2 separate regions of the Ovis aries genome follow, and region 1 is linked to region 2. The links are chromatin contacts, called in public Hi-C maps. All regions are on one chromosome and are shown on one strand. The core of a region is the stretch at or near the end of the contact, and the rest is flanking DNA. Distances in the headings are between cores, read along the strand shown.

The links. A called contact is a pair of places that touch in the nucleus more often than the background predicts.
Region 1: a contact with region 2 is called in a Hi-C map of tail adipose tissue, with 3 times the contacts expected there. The contact joins the enhancer-like site here to the promoter of LOC101105208 in region 2. A contact is called at or near these places in 5 of 16 Hi-C or Micro-C datasets (hypothalamus, liver, muscle and 2 more).

The regions. Positions count from the first base shown.
Region 1 is chr24:27,943,428-27,950,575 of ARS-UI_Ramb_v3.0, forward strand. No RefSeq gene overlaps it. Among named protein-coding and RNA genes, the nearest start is that of ITGAX, 23 kb to the left of the region's middle. Within about 2 kb of position 2,859, at least 11 of the 54 cell types and tissues checked have an H3K27ac peak or open chromatin away from gene starts, as enhancers often do. A contact at or near this core is called in liver and tail adipose tissue, where this site is marked.
Region 2 is chr24:27,798,441-27,805,512 of ARS-UI_Ramb_v3.0, forward strand. It overlaps LOC101105208 (apoptosis-associated speck-like protein containing a CARD), which reads right to left and starts at 3,649. Exons shown (of 3, transcript XM_004020924.4): 1 at 3,322-3,649; 2 at 3,038-3,094; 3 at 2,337-2,700. The coding sequence starts at 3,598. The coding sequence ends at 2,444.

The DNA.
Region 1 (7,148 bases), core at 1,609-4,108, 140 kb after region 2:
GTTTGGGGATCTCCAGAAGGACCAGTTATGATGAAATTCATTAAGCTGGGCTCCAATTTAGACCTTATGAGAACTGGGTTTTAGAGTGCTGTTTTTCAAAATGTGCCACGAACCTCCAAAGGTTTCCTAAATGCTAGTTTAGAGGGGGGAAAAAAAGACAAGAAACAATTTTAAACCCGTGCATCTCACACATTTGATCCCAGTGACTTTCACAGAAATCCTGCCATATCCTTAAAATTGTGCTCCTAAAGCTTGTCCCTGGGCTCCAAGGACGGTAGTTTAACATTCAGGCAATGGTGCTATTTTCATTTAATTTTCCTGTGTGTGTGATTGTTTCCCTTCATTATATGTGCAATTTTCATGGTTTCCATTGTGTTGTGTTCTATCCCCAAATCACAAAAATGGATCAATGGCTCAAAAATTATTCATCAAGGGATAAATATTGTGATTAAAAAATAAAAAAGAATTGGTGCAACTAGAACAATGTCATCAAAATCAATACTGAGCGAGATTGCACTTCACATTACTATAGACGTGTATGAGTGCTGGGTTGAGTGATTGTGAGCTGAGAAATTAAACTGTGTCTAGGAAATATAGCATCTGAAAATTGGATTTTATTGGATCAGGTATCTATTTGTTCCTAGGTTGTTGTCCATTATGAAACTTTGTCTAGTCATACCATTATTTTTAAAGGATTTTTTAAGCAACCAAGAATTAGTTTTATTTATTTACTAATTTTATTTTTTGCCTGAGTGGCACGTAGGATCTTAGTTCCCTGACCAGGGATCGAACCTGCACCCCTTGAATTGGAAGCTCCAAGTCTTGACTGCTGGATAGTCATCTACCATAGTAGGACCATAATTTTATCAAAGCTGTTGTGTCATTTTCAAACAAAGTATAATGGCCTCTCACATAGAGCCACAGAGATTTCTTAGAATGACTGCAACATATGCCCCATCTAAGATCAATTAATTTCATCTGAAGATACAGAAGACAGAAAAACCCCAGATGCATAAATCAAAGTTGCTGATGTAGCAAAAGCATGTGCGAGTAATGTAATTTCCAAGAAGCTTATAAAACCAACCTGTGAGGTTAACGTCTGTATCAGAAAGTTGCTTTTGGCTGCAAGTAACAGGAGCCCACAAAGTGCATAAAGGCATATACTGATAAAAGGCCTTCACATAAGAGGTCCAGTAGACCCCTGGCCACTGAGTCTCAAAATCAATTTGATGTCACATAGGAGGGGCCACAGTGCACCTTTCAAGTGCTCCCCAAGGCTGCCTGCACCGCCTCACTGTATGTCTTTGGTAGCCCAAGGTCTGTTCCTGTTCTCCTTCCCTACATTAGTAAAATGGGCTCATTACACTGATGATAGACTATCTTTTTATTGCTTATTTTTAAAGTTTTTGATTGCGCTAGGTCTTCATTGCTGCATACAGCTTTTTCTCGTTGTAGCTTGAGGGCTCAGTAGTTGTGGTGCATGGGCTTAGTTGCCTCAAGGCATGTGGGATCTTCCCAGACTAGGGATCAAACCCATGTCCCCTGCACTGGCAGGCAGATTCTTATCCACTGGACCAACAGGGAAGTACCGAGGATAGAGTATTAACAGAGGAAGACTTGTCTCTGCTCAGGACACTCTGCAGATTCTGCTGGAACATGTTTGAGAAAGACGATAGGTGGTGAACCCACAGAAAAGTCAAGGCCAGGCATCAACATGTAGTTTTGGGGAGTCCTTTAGTCAGGTAAGCTTCCCTTGTGGCTCAGCTGGTAAAGAATACCCCTGTAGTACGGGAGACCTAGGTTCGATCCTTGGGTTGGGAAGATCCTCTGGAGGAGGGAAAGCCTTCAGCATTCTGGCCTGGAGAATTCCAGGGCCATGGACTATAAAGTCCATGGGGTGGCAAAGAGGAGGACACAAATAAGTTACTTTCACTTTCACTTTGGTCAGGTAAGGTGCATACTGTCCCAGAAGCTGTGATTGATGGGGAGCAACCCTTTCCAACCCCTAAGAATACAAAGGAGGTGCAAGACTTTGTGGGGGTTTGAGGTTTGGAGGACTTATATTCCCCACCTGGCACAGTGCTTCCATCTCTTATACTGCCTGGTAAAGGAAGGATTGAAGGCAGGAGGAGAAGGGGACAATAGAGGACGAGATGGTTGGACGGCATCACTGACTCAAAGGACATGAATTTGAGCAAGCTCCAGGAGTTGGTGATGGACAGGGAAGCCTGGCGTGCTGCAGTTCACGGGGTCACAAAGATTCGGACACAACTGAGCAACTGAACTGAAAGTAAGGGCACGTATGGGACTGGGGATCAGAGGGATGAGCCGCCTTTGAGAAGGCAAGACACTAGTGAAGCAGATTAAAGCTCTGGGCGTCCCCCAAGCAGGGCTTCCTGGGAGGCAGATGCCTCTGTGACTCTGGAAGGTATGAGGTGGGGACAGTCACAGAGACAGCAAGAGGGAGTACCCCTAGGATTTTGGTCCTGGTTCTGAAAGGAGGCACAAACCCCATAAACCCGCAGAGAGCAGCAGTTCCTAGCACTGCACACAGCGTTCCTCCAGGTAAAGTCTCTCATGAAGGATCAGCAATCATGGTAAGACCCTCCCTTCCTATTGAGGGACCGGTTGATAACTATGTGTCACCTACCCATGTCTGCTGTAGCACTAACTCCCACTTTGACTAAGGGTCTTACCCCTCTGCAGCAGAGGAGACCCTGCCCTCCAAACTCCCCTGCCCCTAATTCTGCCCCTGTGGCCTGTAGGGAGGAAGTGGGAGAGATTCCCTCTGAGGCCTGGTGTACTGGTTGGGGTGACCGGTCTACAGTCACTGTTCAGCTCAACACTGACACCATCTGGACGGAAACAGGCATGAACCACAGCTACCAGGGGGCTGAACTCAGAGAGCTCGTGAGCTCTGGATGTTAACACTTTGCACTGACAGTTGGACTGTTTTAAAGAAATTCACCCTACAGCTTAGAAAATGGGAAGCTGGGGGTGGATGATCATGAATAAGCACTGGTGGGGTCAGGATATGTGGAAAGACATCTGGGTTTGCCTGCAAGAGCCTGAGTCAGTTCTCACTGTCCTCCACGTCCCGGCTCAGAGGATGTTGACACCCCTGGCAATCAGGAAGCTGATGCTATAGCCCGGATATGAGCCCTAGCAACGCACAATCAGTTGTGGTGCCCGCGTGGAATGGTGTGTTGTCAATGATGCTGGATTGCCCTTGAAATACACTGACTTGGTTAATGCAGAAACAACACTTCTTGTATGTTTTAAATAACCAAAGGATCCTGGGGCCATCCACTGGAGGGAGCTCCCAGCTGGTGAGGAATTGGCAAATTGATTATATTGGCCCCTCCCTCTGAGTGAGGTCTAAACATGACTTGGTTTGTGTGGACACTGCATCTAATGTGACCCGAGCTTTCCCTGGCGGCCACATAAACCAGAAAGTTATGGAATTAGAGAGGCTGAGTACCAGGGACAGGTACCCTCACTGAGTAGGCAGGGATGGGGGTCACATTTCAAAGGTCATGAAATGTAAGACTGGGCGAAGGAACATGACACTGAATGAAGGTTCTGTCTCCTTTACAAACTGCAGGCAGAAATGTTGGTAGAAATGGAAGAATGAAATATTAAAATAGCAGATTAAATTACTAACAAGTACCCTTGGACTACAAGGAGATCCAACCAGTCCATCCTAAGGGAGATCAGTCCTGGGTGTTCATTGGAAGCACTGATGTTGAAGCTTTGGCCACCTGATGCAAAGAGCTAACTCATTTGAAAAGACCCTGATGCTGGGAAAGATTGAGGGCAGGAGGAGAAGGGGACGACAGAGGATGAGATGGTTGGATAGCATCACTGACTCAAAGGACATGGGTTTGGGTGGACTCCGGGAGTTGGTGATGGACAAGGAGGCCTGGCATGCTGTGGTTCATGGGGTCACAAAGAGCTGGACACGACTGAGACTGAACTGAACTGAAAACCACCTTGGTCACGTGATTAAAGGACTGTTCCAGCCTTTAATACATTTGAATAACAACCAGTAGGGACTGTCACCCCATCTGCCAAACTGAAGAACCCTGCTGAGACACCCAACGCCTTCAGTGTATGGGAGTCATGAGAGATGGACATCACCCCGATTCTCACCATGGATCATGGGGCACTGCTGGGACCACCAAGCCGCATCGCTCCAGAGAGAGGTGTTATCTACTAGAGTTTGTGATGGGATGCCCCACTGGGATGGGTGGATTGCTTCTCCGCTGGAATCCTGTCGTCCTGCTGCAAGCTGGACCAGTTGAAATGCACCCTCCCTGGCATGGAATGTACACCGTGGAAAGAGGGGAGAAGGTGGGGTCCTGGTCTGGCATTACCCACCCAGCCCATCCATCTCCTCACACCTGACTGTGCTGCCTCCCCCGGCAAGTTCCTCCTCCTGCTCAAGTTCCTAAAGCTGCAGCCACATTAACATCCCAGGCTCAGGCCACAGGTGTAGTTCTCAGAGAAGAGGAAGGCCTCCCCATGTCAGTTCCTACTGCGTTTCTGTCTTCTTGACTTTAGTCTTCTGCTGCTCCTGTGGTTTCCGGTCATGGGATGGGCACCTGATGGAAATACCTTTCTACCATGGGCCCTCTTGATACCTGGCAAAGGAATCAATCTGCTTGGTGGATATGTGGGCAGCTGCCCCTCTCAGCTTGTCAAGACTGGCATGGTGAGTATCACCACTCCAGGGAGGGGATTGGAAGGCCCGAAAGCAGTTCATTAAGGAAGGACAAGCCAGGACTAGTGCTCTTTTCTTTTCCTTTTTATGGAAGTATATTTGATATACAACAGTGTGTGAGCTTCTGATGTACAGCAAAGTGATTCAGTTATTTATGTAGGTATATATATATTTAGTGGAGAAGGCAATGGCACCCCACTCCAGTACTCTTGCCTGGAAAATCCCATGGATGGAGGAGCCTGGTAGGCTGCAGTCCATGGGGTCGCAAAGAGTCAGATACTACTGAGCGACTTCACTTTCGCTTTTCACTTTCATGCATTGGAGAAGGAAATGGTAACCCACTCCAGAGTTCTTGCCTGGAGAATCCCAGGGGCGGGGGAGCCTGGTGGGCTGCCGTCTATGGGGTTGCACAGAGTCGAACACGGCTCAAGCGACTTAGCAGCAGCAGCATATATTTTTAGATTCTTTTCCATATAGATTATTGCCATATATTGAATATAGTTCCCTGAGTTGTACAGTAAATCCTTGTTTTTTTAATCTATTTTATATGCAGTGGTGCTTGCATGCATACTCAGTTGTGTCCAACTCTTTGTGACCCCATGGACTCTAGCCCACCAGTGACTCTGTCCACGGAATTTTCCAAGCAAGGATACTGGAGTGGGTTGCCATTTCCTACTCCAGGGAATCTTCCCGACTCAGGGATTGAACCCAAGTCTCTTGCCTCTCCTGCACTGGCAGGAGGGTTCTTTACCGCTTGCACCACGTGGGAAGCCTGTACAGTGAGGTAGCAATGACTAACTCGTGTGTGACCTAGGAACCGTATCACTTTATACTTGGATGAAGTCACTGATGTGGAAAGTCTGAATCAGCCCTGGGCTTTTCTGCAGTGCATTTATGGGGGAGATGTGCCTGCTAAATTTGTATCACTGAATACCTGAGTAACTGAAAATGAGATTCATTTGTTTGTAACTAATATTCATCTTGTTAATTAATGTTTCCTTTAAAACATTAACTAATGTAGGATCACTTCTGATGGAGTGCTGGCCTGAAGCAGGTGGTCTATGTGCACTTGGCTGGCAGAGAGTCGGGGGTGGGGGGAGGCCGGAGAGGGGATGAAGTTAACAAGACACCTTTCGACCTTGATTTGGTGCTAAAGGAAAGAGAATTGCGAATCTGATCAAGTCATGGCCACTGTGTTCATCTTTGCAGTGCTGCGAGGAGAGATGGGTATTTCATATTAAAGTGACGTCAGGGAGAAGTATAGTCATTTGAGATTTTATTTTATTTTTTAACTTTTGGCTGCCCTGGGCCTTCGTTGCTGCAACTGGACATTCTCTATTGCAGTGAGCTGGGGCAACTGTCTAGCTGCCTCTTTGCTGTGGCTTCCTTCGTCGGGGAGCACGGGCTCTAGGGCACTCAGGCTCTAGAAGCTGTGGCACACGGACTTAGCTGCTCCTCAACCAGTGGAATCTTCCCAGAGCAGGGACTAAATCTGTGTCCCCTACAGACAGACTCTTAACCACTGGACCACCAGGAAGTCTTGTTTTTATTTTAAATTGTGGTAAAATGCACAGAAGGTCAATTTTGCCCTCTAGCCGTTTTTAAGTGTAAAGTTCAGCGGTGTCAAAGTGCTCGCTCTTTGCTGTGCAACTGTTACCGCCATCCATCTCTAGAACTCTTTTCATCTTGTAAAATCAAACCTCAATAGCCATTTAACCACAACTCCCCATAACCCCCCTCTCCCCAGACCCTGGCAACCAACATTCTGCCTTCTGTATCTGTGGCTCTGACTACTGTAGGTATCTCCCATAAGTGGAGTCACAGCAGTGTTTGTCTTTTCTGTGACTGGGCTTATTTCACTTAGGATAATATCCTTGAGCTTCACCCATGTTGTAGCAACTGTCCGAACTTCCTTCCTTTTAAAGGCTGAATAATATTCCATTATATATATCATATTTTAGGGACTTTCCTAGTGGTCCAGTGGTTAAGACTCTGTGGTCCCGATGCAAGGGGCCTGGGTTCACTCCCTGATCAGGGAACTAGATCCCACATGCCCCAATTAAAAGATTCCACATGCCACGACTAAGACCTGGTACAACCAAATAAATAAATCTTAAAAATCAACAACAACAGTAAAACAATCGTTCAGTAATAAGACAGAGTCCTTGTCTCTCCTCAAGGAATATACCTAATGGTCTGACACATATCTTTGAGTTGTTCTGCAGAAACTAAGACATCCACTCAGGTAGAGGACGGTGACCACATGCTGACTAGAAGCATGTAGATTCCAGCTGGTTGCAACCAGAAGGTTGATGATTAAGATTCCTGAAACATCACCCTGCTACCTCACAACCAACCAGTTGGAGGAAAGTGCAGGAGCTGCACCCATCGCCCCAGCTGTTGCCTTTAAAACCCTTCCCTGAAA
Region 2 (7,072 bases), core at 2,399-4,898:
GTAATGGTTTTCGCCATACATCAGCCATGGGTATTTTGTTTTTCCCAGAATTAGAAGGGGAGTGGCCCCATCCTGTGTGTTCTTTGCCTGAATGAAAGTGAAAAGTGTTAGTCCTGTCAGATTCTTTGGCCCCATGGGGTGTAACCCACCAGGCTCCTCTGTCCGTGGAATTCTCCAGGCAAGAATACTGGGGTGGGTAGCTGTTCCGTCTCCAGGGGATCTTCCCAACCCAGGAATTGAACTGGAGTCTCCTGCAATGCAGGTGGATTCTTTACCAGCTGAACTACCAGGAAAGTCCATTGGAGTGGGTAGCCATTCTCTTCTCTAGGGGATCTTCCCGACCCAGGTATCAAACCCAGGTTTCCCGCATTGCAGGCAGATTCTTTACTTTCTGAGTCACCAGCAAGCCAAATCCCTGGAAAAAGTGACAGTGTAGTTGCTCAGTAGTTTCTGACTCTGCAGCCCCATGGACTGTAGCCTGCTGGGCTCCTCTGTCCATTGGGATTCTCCAGGCAAGAATTGTGGAGTGGGTTGCCGTTCCCTTCTCCAGGGAATCTTCCTGACCGAGGGATCAAACCCAGGTCTCCAGTGTTGCAGACAGATTCTTTACCGTTAGAGCCACGAGGAGGGCTTCCTTCTGCAAACCTTGGCAATCTGACCAAGGTGGCAAAGCCAAATCCTCTCTGGCAATGTGTGTCTTAAGTTGGGTATGCACCTGAATCACTCTGCTGCTGCTGCTGCTGCTAAGTCGCTTCAGTCGTGTCCGACTCTCTGCGACCCCATAGACGGAAGCCTACCAGGTCCCCCATCCCTGGGATTCTCCAGGCAAGAACAATGGACTGGGTTGCCATTTCCTTCTCCAGTGCATGACAGTGAAAAGTGAAAGTGAAGTCGCTCAGTTGTGTCCAACTCTTAGCGACCCCATGGACTGCAGCCTACCAGGCTCCTCCATCCACGGGCTGATTCAGTAATCAGAGTAGGGAAACGTTTCACAGACTGTGTGTGTGTGTGTGGTGGGGGTGGGGGTGGGCGTGGAGAATAAATGCTGCATTTGCTAGTTCTTGTGTCTAGGGAAGGTATTCCAAGCGAAGCCTTCATATGGCTTTGTTCATTCTGTGCTGGTGTATCATTGTGAATGGCACACCTGGACTGTCATACCTGGATCCCCAAGTCTGATGATCTGACTCCTGTGTATGGAGTATCTGGCCTCCTTGGTGTCTGCCTGTTGCTTTGCATCCATCCCTCCAAGCCAGAAAGAATTGGGGTGCAAAGTGTACCCAGGATGTGGTCTTAGGATGCTGGTTCTGTAACAGCCTCTGGAAAGACTCCTTAAGGTGCTGTTTTCTAGAAATAAATACTATTTTCTTTTGTTGACACAATTCCATCAAGAGAAGAAACAGCTGCTGGAAGTCATTTCCTGAAGTTTTGCTTTTGTGTTTGGCATGTTTTCTGGGCAAAGTGTAACCTATAATCCCTTTTTGCAGGGGGTGGGAGGGAGCAGCCAAGCCCACTGGTGTCAGTGCCTGAAGGAACCCTAGGAATACTTGCTTTGTGTTCTCCTGTTGGTGGCTCAGACGGTAAAGCGTCTGCCTACAGTGTGGGAGACCCGGGTTCAATCCCTGGGTTGGGAAGATCTCCTGGAGTAGTGAATGGCAACCCAGTCCAGTATTCTTATTTTTTTTAGGCTTCTCTGGTGGCTCAGGTTAAAGCATCTGCCTCCAGTGAGGGAGACCCGGGTTCGATCCCTGGGTCAGGAAGATCCCCTGGAGAAGGAAATGGGAACCCACTCCAGTATTCTTGGCTGGAGAATCCCATGGATGGAGGAGCCTGGTAGGCTACAGTCCACGGGGTTGCAAAGAGACAGACGCAACTGAGCGACTTCACTTTCACTTTTCACTTTCATCATTTCTCCTGAAAATGGCTCTAATTTTGTAGTTTTTTCCCTATGAAAAATGAAAGAGAAGCTTTGTAGACTAGTCTGTTTCTAAATGCATCGGTCGGATCTTGTTCAGTCGTGTCTGACTCTTGGTGACCCCATGGACTGCAGCATGCCAGGCTTCCTTGTCAAATTCGGCCCCCCACAATTCCAGGCCCTTTGATCATCTCTCTATTTTAATTTTTAGACCTTGGCCACAGGGTTAACTGATGGTTCACAGGTCTAAAGGGCAGACCCTTTAGGGTGGCATCGAAGGAGCCACCAAATGGTGAATGAGGGACTATTCCATGTGACTGAGGCAGGAAGGGTGAAGTGTTTGGGGAGCCTTGCTGCCCTGTGCGTGGATATGTAGCTCAGGTCCACATGTGCTTCCAGGCTGCAAGTAGGAAAACACACCAAGTACAAGTGGGATTTTCATGTATTGTGTATGAGAAAATCAGAGATTCCAGATAAGTTGGCTGGAACAGCCAGGGGTGGTATGTGGGAGCCATTGCTGGAGAAGGCGCCTCAGCTCTGCTCCAGGTCGTCCACCAGGTAGGGCTGGGTCTCCCTCAGCGCCTGGAGGAGCAGATCCTTGCAGGTCATGTTCCAGGCTGGAACGAAGCTGAAGAGCTTCCTCATCTTATCCGAACTGGTGCGCTCTGCCCGCACTGCCTGGTACTGGTCCTCTGTCAGGACCTTCCCATACAGGGCATCCAGCACCTCATCCACGACTGTGACCCGTGCAATGAGAGCCGCCCGATGCTGTTCCACAAAGTGCAGTCCTGGGGTGAGAGGGAGGAGAGGGGCAGAGCTGGCACCCAGGGTGGGCACTGGAGCCTGTCTATCCCTCTTGAACACTTTTCCCTCAGGTTGCCCCGAATGCAAACCTAAGGGGCAGGGCTCAGCAGGACCTACATAGAGTGGGATGCGCTTAACTTTACCTCCTTTACAGCCAGACGTGGCCCCAGGAGTGTGGGTAGGTGAGTGGGAAGAGTTGGCCCAACTTTGCACGCCCTGAATGCTCTTGGCCTTGACAACAGATTTAGACTGTGCAGGGGTGTGGTGGGGCGGGGCTGGTGAGGTGCCCAGGTAGGTGAGGTCAGAGATTGAAGGCCTTACCTGGCTTGGCTATCTTCTGGAGAGGGGCCTTGACCTCAGCTGGCACGTTTCTAGCACCTGTAAGAAAATGTTCAATGGTGTCTCCAAGTCTTTCTGAAGTCTCGGTCTGGAAGCCAAGGTCAGTACCCAGTGCAGGAAGTCTCCCCAGCAGAAGCTTTTATGAAGGGGTAGGAGGAACAGGAAGAGAAAGTGCCTGGAGAGGCAAACGTTGGGGCTGGGAGGGTGCAGATCAAGGGAGGGAGACTGGCCTGGACCTAGGAGGAGTGTGGCGGGGGCGCGCTCACCCTTGCTCATCATGGTCTCCTGCAGCTGCTCCGCTACCTCCTGCATGCCCATGTCGCGAAGCACGAGCGCCGTGAGCTCGGCACCGTACGCCTCCAGATAGTAACTGACGAGCTTGTCGGTAAGGTCCACGGCGTCCAGGGGCATCAGGGTCCCCCGGGGGATGCGTCCATAGCCTTCCCGCAGCGGCACTGAAAGCAGCTTCATCTTGAACTTTTTGAACTCGTCCGCGGTCAAGTTCTCTAGAGCATCCAGGATGGCATCGCGTGTGCACCCCATGTCTCCGGGGTCCTCCGCCGCAGCCGCCACTTCCGCTCACTCCGGGTGTCTGCCGTTTGGAAAGCCTCCTCTGGGGCGGGACCAGAAACTCCCCGCCTTCTCTCAATTCCCGTCTCTGCCCTAGAATGTTGCCCTCGGGTGTAAGACTTAACTACTATCCCGCGCCTTCCCGTCCCCTCCTGGCCATCGGGGGGCGCCCAGATCTCATCCTTTGGCTGATCTCTGAGGGGGGGTCCAGATCTCATCCTTTGGCTGATCTCTGAGGAGTGACCCAGGAGACCAGTGGAAAAGGGCTCATGGGTGGTGCCTGCTTCTCTAGGCTTGGACTAGCTAGCTAAATCAGGAACCTGGTTTACTGGAGCATCAGGGCTTCGACTCATGGAATTTTAGAGCCCTGAAATCTCCATGTTTCCCTAAATCTTAGCATCCCCTCTCACATGTCATAGAATCAGAACCCTAACAGCCAGAACCAGGTAGCTTCCCAAATTCCACAAACTGGGGAGAAATGAGGTGTCAAAAAGAGGGTAGAGGTAACTGTGTGTGTTTTCTCTCTTTGAGCCTCAGTTTCCTGATGTACAAAATGGGGATGACAACACGCCTTTGTCCACTCTGTAAATATTCCAACATAACATGGGTTACCTGATGGAACCTGAAAAAAGCATGTTAGTTGCTCATTTGTGTCCGACGCTTTGCGACCCCATGGACTGTAGTCCACCTGTCAGCCATTCCCTTTTCCAGGGGATCTTCCTGACCCAGGGAGAGAATTCAGGTCTCCCGCATTGCAAGGATATTCTTTACCATCTGAGCCACCAGGGAAACCTGATGGTGCCTGAAACCTTGCCAAATACCTCCTGGAAGAGCCAGGATTTGGTCCCCCAGGAACTGAATTTCTTGGAAATTGATCACAAGACACACTTGTAATGGTTGAGAAAATTCTTTGCTGAGGGGAAAGTCATGGGTAGAGAGTCATTCTGGGGTCAAGGGGCTTGACCCAGAAGAGTACATGCAGTGTGGCGTGGGTTGATGTTGGAGGCCAGGCCGAGGCTGGAACCCTTCACTTGCCTTTCACGTGGCTGGGAGGGCCCTGCTGCTCTGCCCCTGTGGACCACACCAGCCTTGTCTTGCACCACATCCTGCCCCCATTCCGTCTCTGAGTTCCAGCTGCATTGTCCTTTCAGTTCCGCAAATGTGCCAGGGTCCTTTGCTTCTCCAAGCCTTGGCACATGCTATTCCCTTCACCTGGAACTCTCTTCCCTCATTCTTTGTCTAACAAGCTCTCAAGATTTTAGGTCTTAAGGGAAATGTTACTTTCTCTGGAGACCAAGTTCAGACTTTCTCCAATTCAAAACACCTGCTACTTATTTGTAGCTCTCGTAACAACTGTGACTGTGAATTGCAACTAGCTCTGTGCATTTGTTTAGCATCAGTCTTCCCTGACAGGCTGTCAATATGCTTGCCCAGCTCATTGTTATAATCTGCAGCATCCAGGACAGTGCTGGGCCTAAAGGAGCTCAATAAATTTTTTATGGGATCAACAATGAGTGAATAGGCCTCATGACTCAAGGGAGATACCAGTAACTAAAAGTGTACCTTCCACATAGTGAAAGTGAAGTCGCTCAGTCGTGTCCAACTCTTTGTGACCCCCATGGACTATACAGTCCATGGAATTCTCCAGGCCAGAATACTGGAGTGAGGAGCCGTTCCCCTCTCCAGGGGATCTTCCCAAACCAGGGATCGAACCCAGGTCTTCTGCATTGCAGGTGGATTCTTTACTAGCAGAGCCACAAGGGAAGCCCTACCTTCCACATAAGCTCTTTAGAAAGAGGCAGTTTCAGGAATACCCTGGCAGTCCAGTGGTTAGGACTCGACACTTTCACTGCTGTGGGCTTGAAGCCATACAGTCTTCAGTTTTAATCCTGGCTCTCTTTCCTAGGTGGGTATAGGAGTCCTACATTTCCCCCCTCTCAGCTGGGTTGTAACGATTGCCATTCCTTCCAGTGCTGTGATCCTGACATTATTAGACATTTATTCACTTAGTGGGTACCCATCTCCCCACCGAAACATGAGTTCTAGGAGGGCAGGGACCTTGCCTGGTTCACTGATGAATCTCCAGCATCAAGAGAGTGCCTAGCAGGACTTCCTGGTGGTCCCGTGGTGAATCTACTTGCCAATTCAGGGGACACAGTTCCATCCCTGGTCTGGGAAGATTCCACATGCTGCAGGGCAGCTAGCCCATGTGCTCTCGAGCCAGTGCTCTGCAACAAGAGAAGCCACCTCAAGCAGAAGCCCATGCACAGCCACCAGAGAATAGCCCCTGCTTGCCACAACTAGAGAAAGCCCACAAGCAGCAACAAACACCCAGCACAACCAAATACAAATTAAAAATAAAATAGAGTTTGACTTTAAAAAAGAGTGCCTGAGACAGCAGATACTCAGTGAAGATTTGCTGAATGAAGAAATGACTGAGGCTGTGTTTATGTGCAACACGTTGTATTCAAGAGCTTCCGGCAGAGTAGCAGGGCCTGCTCCCCATCCATGTGCATGCTGCCCTCCATGTGCTGGGCTGGGGAGTACTGTGTACCAATATCCTCACCATGGGTGGCACTTATGGTCCAGCAGCCAGTGTTCCCTGAGCTTCTTCATTGATTTTTGTGCACTGTGGCCAGAAGGCTACATCTTCCTAGTCCACATATTGATCCTGTCCCTCCTGTGCTTGAAAGCCTCCTATGATCTCAGTGCCCCCAGAATCAAGTCCAAGCTCTCTGGCTTGGCCTTTAAAGCGCTTGCTAACTGCCTCAGCAGCACCGTTGGCCTCTGGACCTCTGCATGTGCAGCAGCTGCTCTCTGCTTGGCCTCTTTCCCCTCCTGGTCTGCTTGATAGGTTCCTGCTCTCCTCCAAGATGCATCAGGAGTCACTTTTTCTAAGAAATAATAAAAAAATGGGCCCTGTATATAGTCTGTGATCCTTCACCTGCAGTATTTCTAAGCCTTCCAACGGTCCCTTTGGGATAGGGAACAGTGGCCCTATTGTACAAGTGAGAAGAGGCTCAGAGAGGTTGAAGGACTTGCTCAAGGTCATATAACTGAGGGATCATGCAGGTTGGCTGGCTGGCTTCTGGGCCTGGCCTCTGTCTGCTCTTCCCAGTTGGATTTTCTGTCCTTTCTGTGCAAAATGAATTATTCCTTGGCCATCCCGGCTGGATACCCCTTTGACCCCTTTCTCACTGTTTGTCATACAGTGTGTCGGGTCACTCTGCTTTCCTCACTAGACTGAGGGCTCCTTGAAGACTCTTTCGGGTCCACAGCATCCAGGACAAGACTTCGAACAGATTCTGCCTTAGTGAGACTTCCTGAAATGACAAACGAATCCGAGGGTCTAGAATCATAGAAACCTATTCTTCACCCAGGGGGTCGAAAGAGCCAGACACGACTGAGCACACACACATGCACGTGCATACACACACACGTGTAACC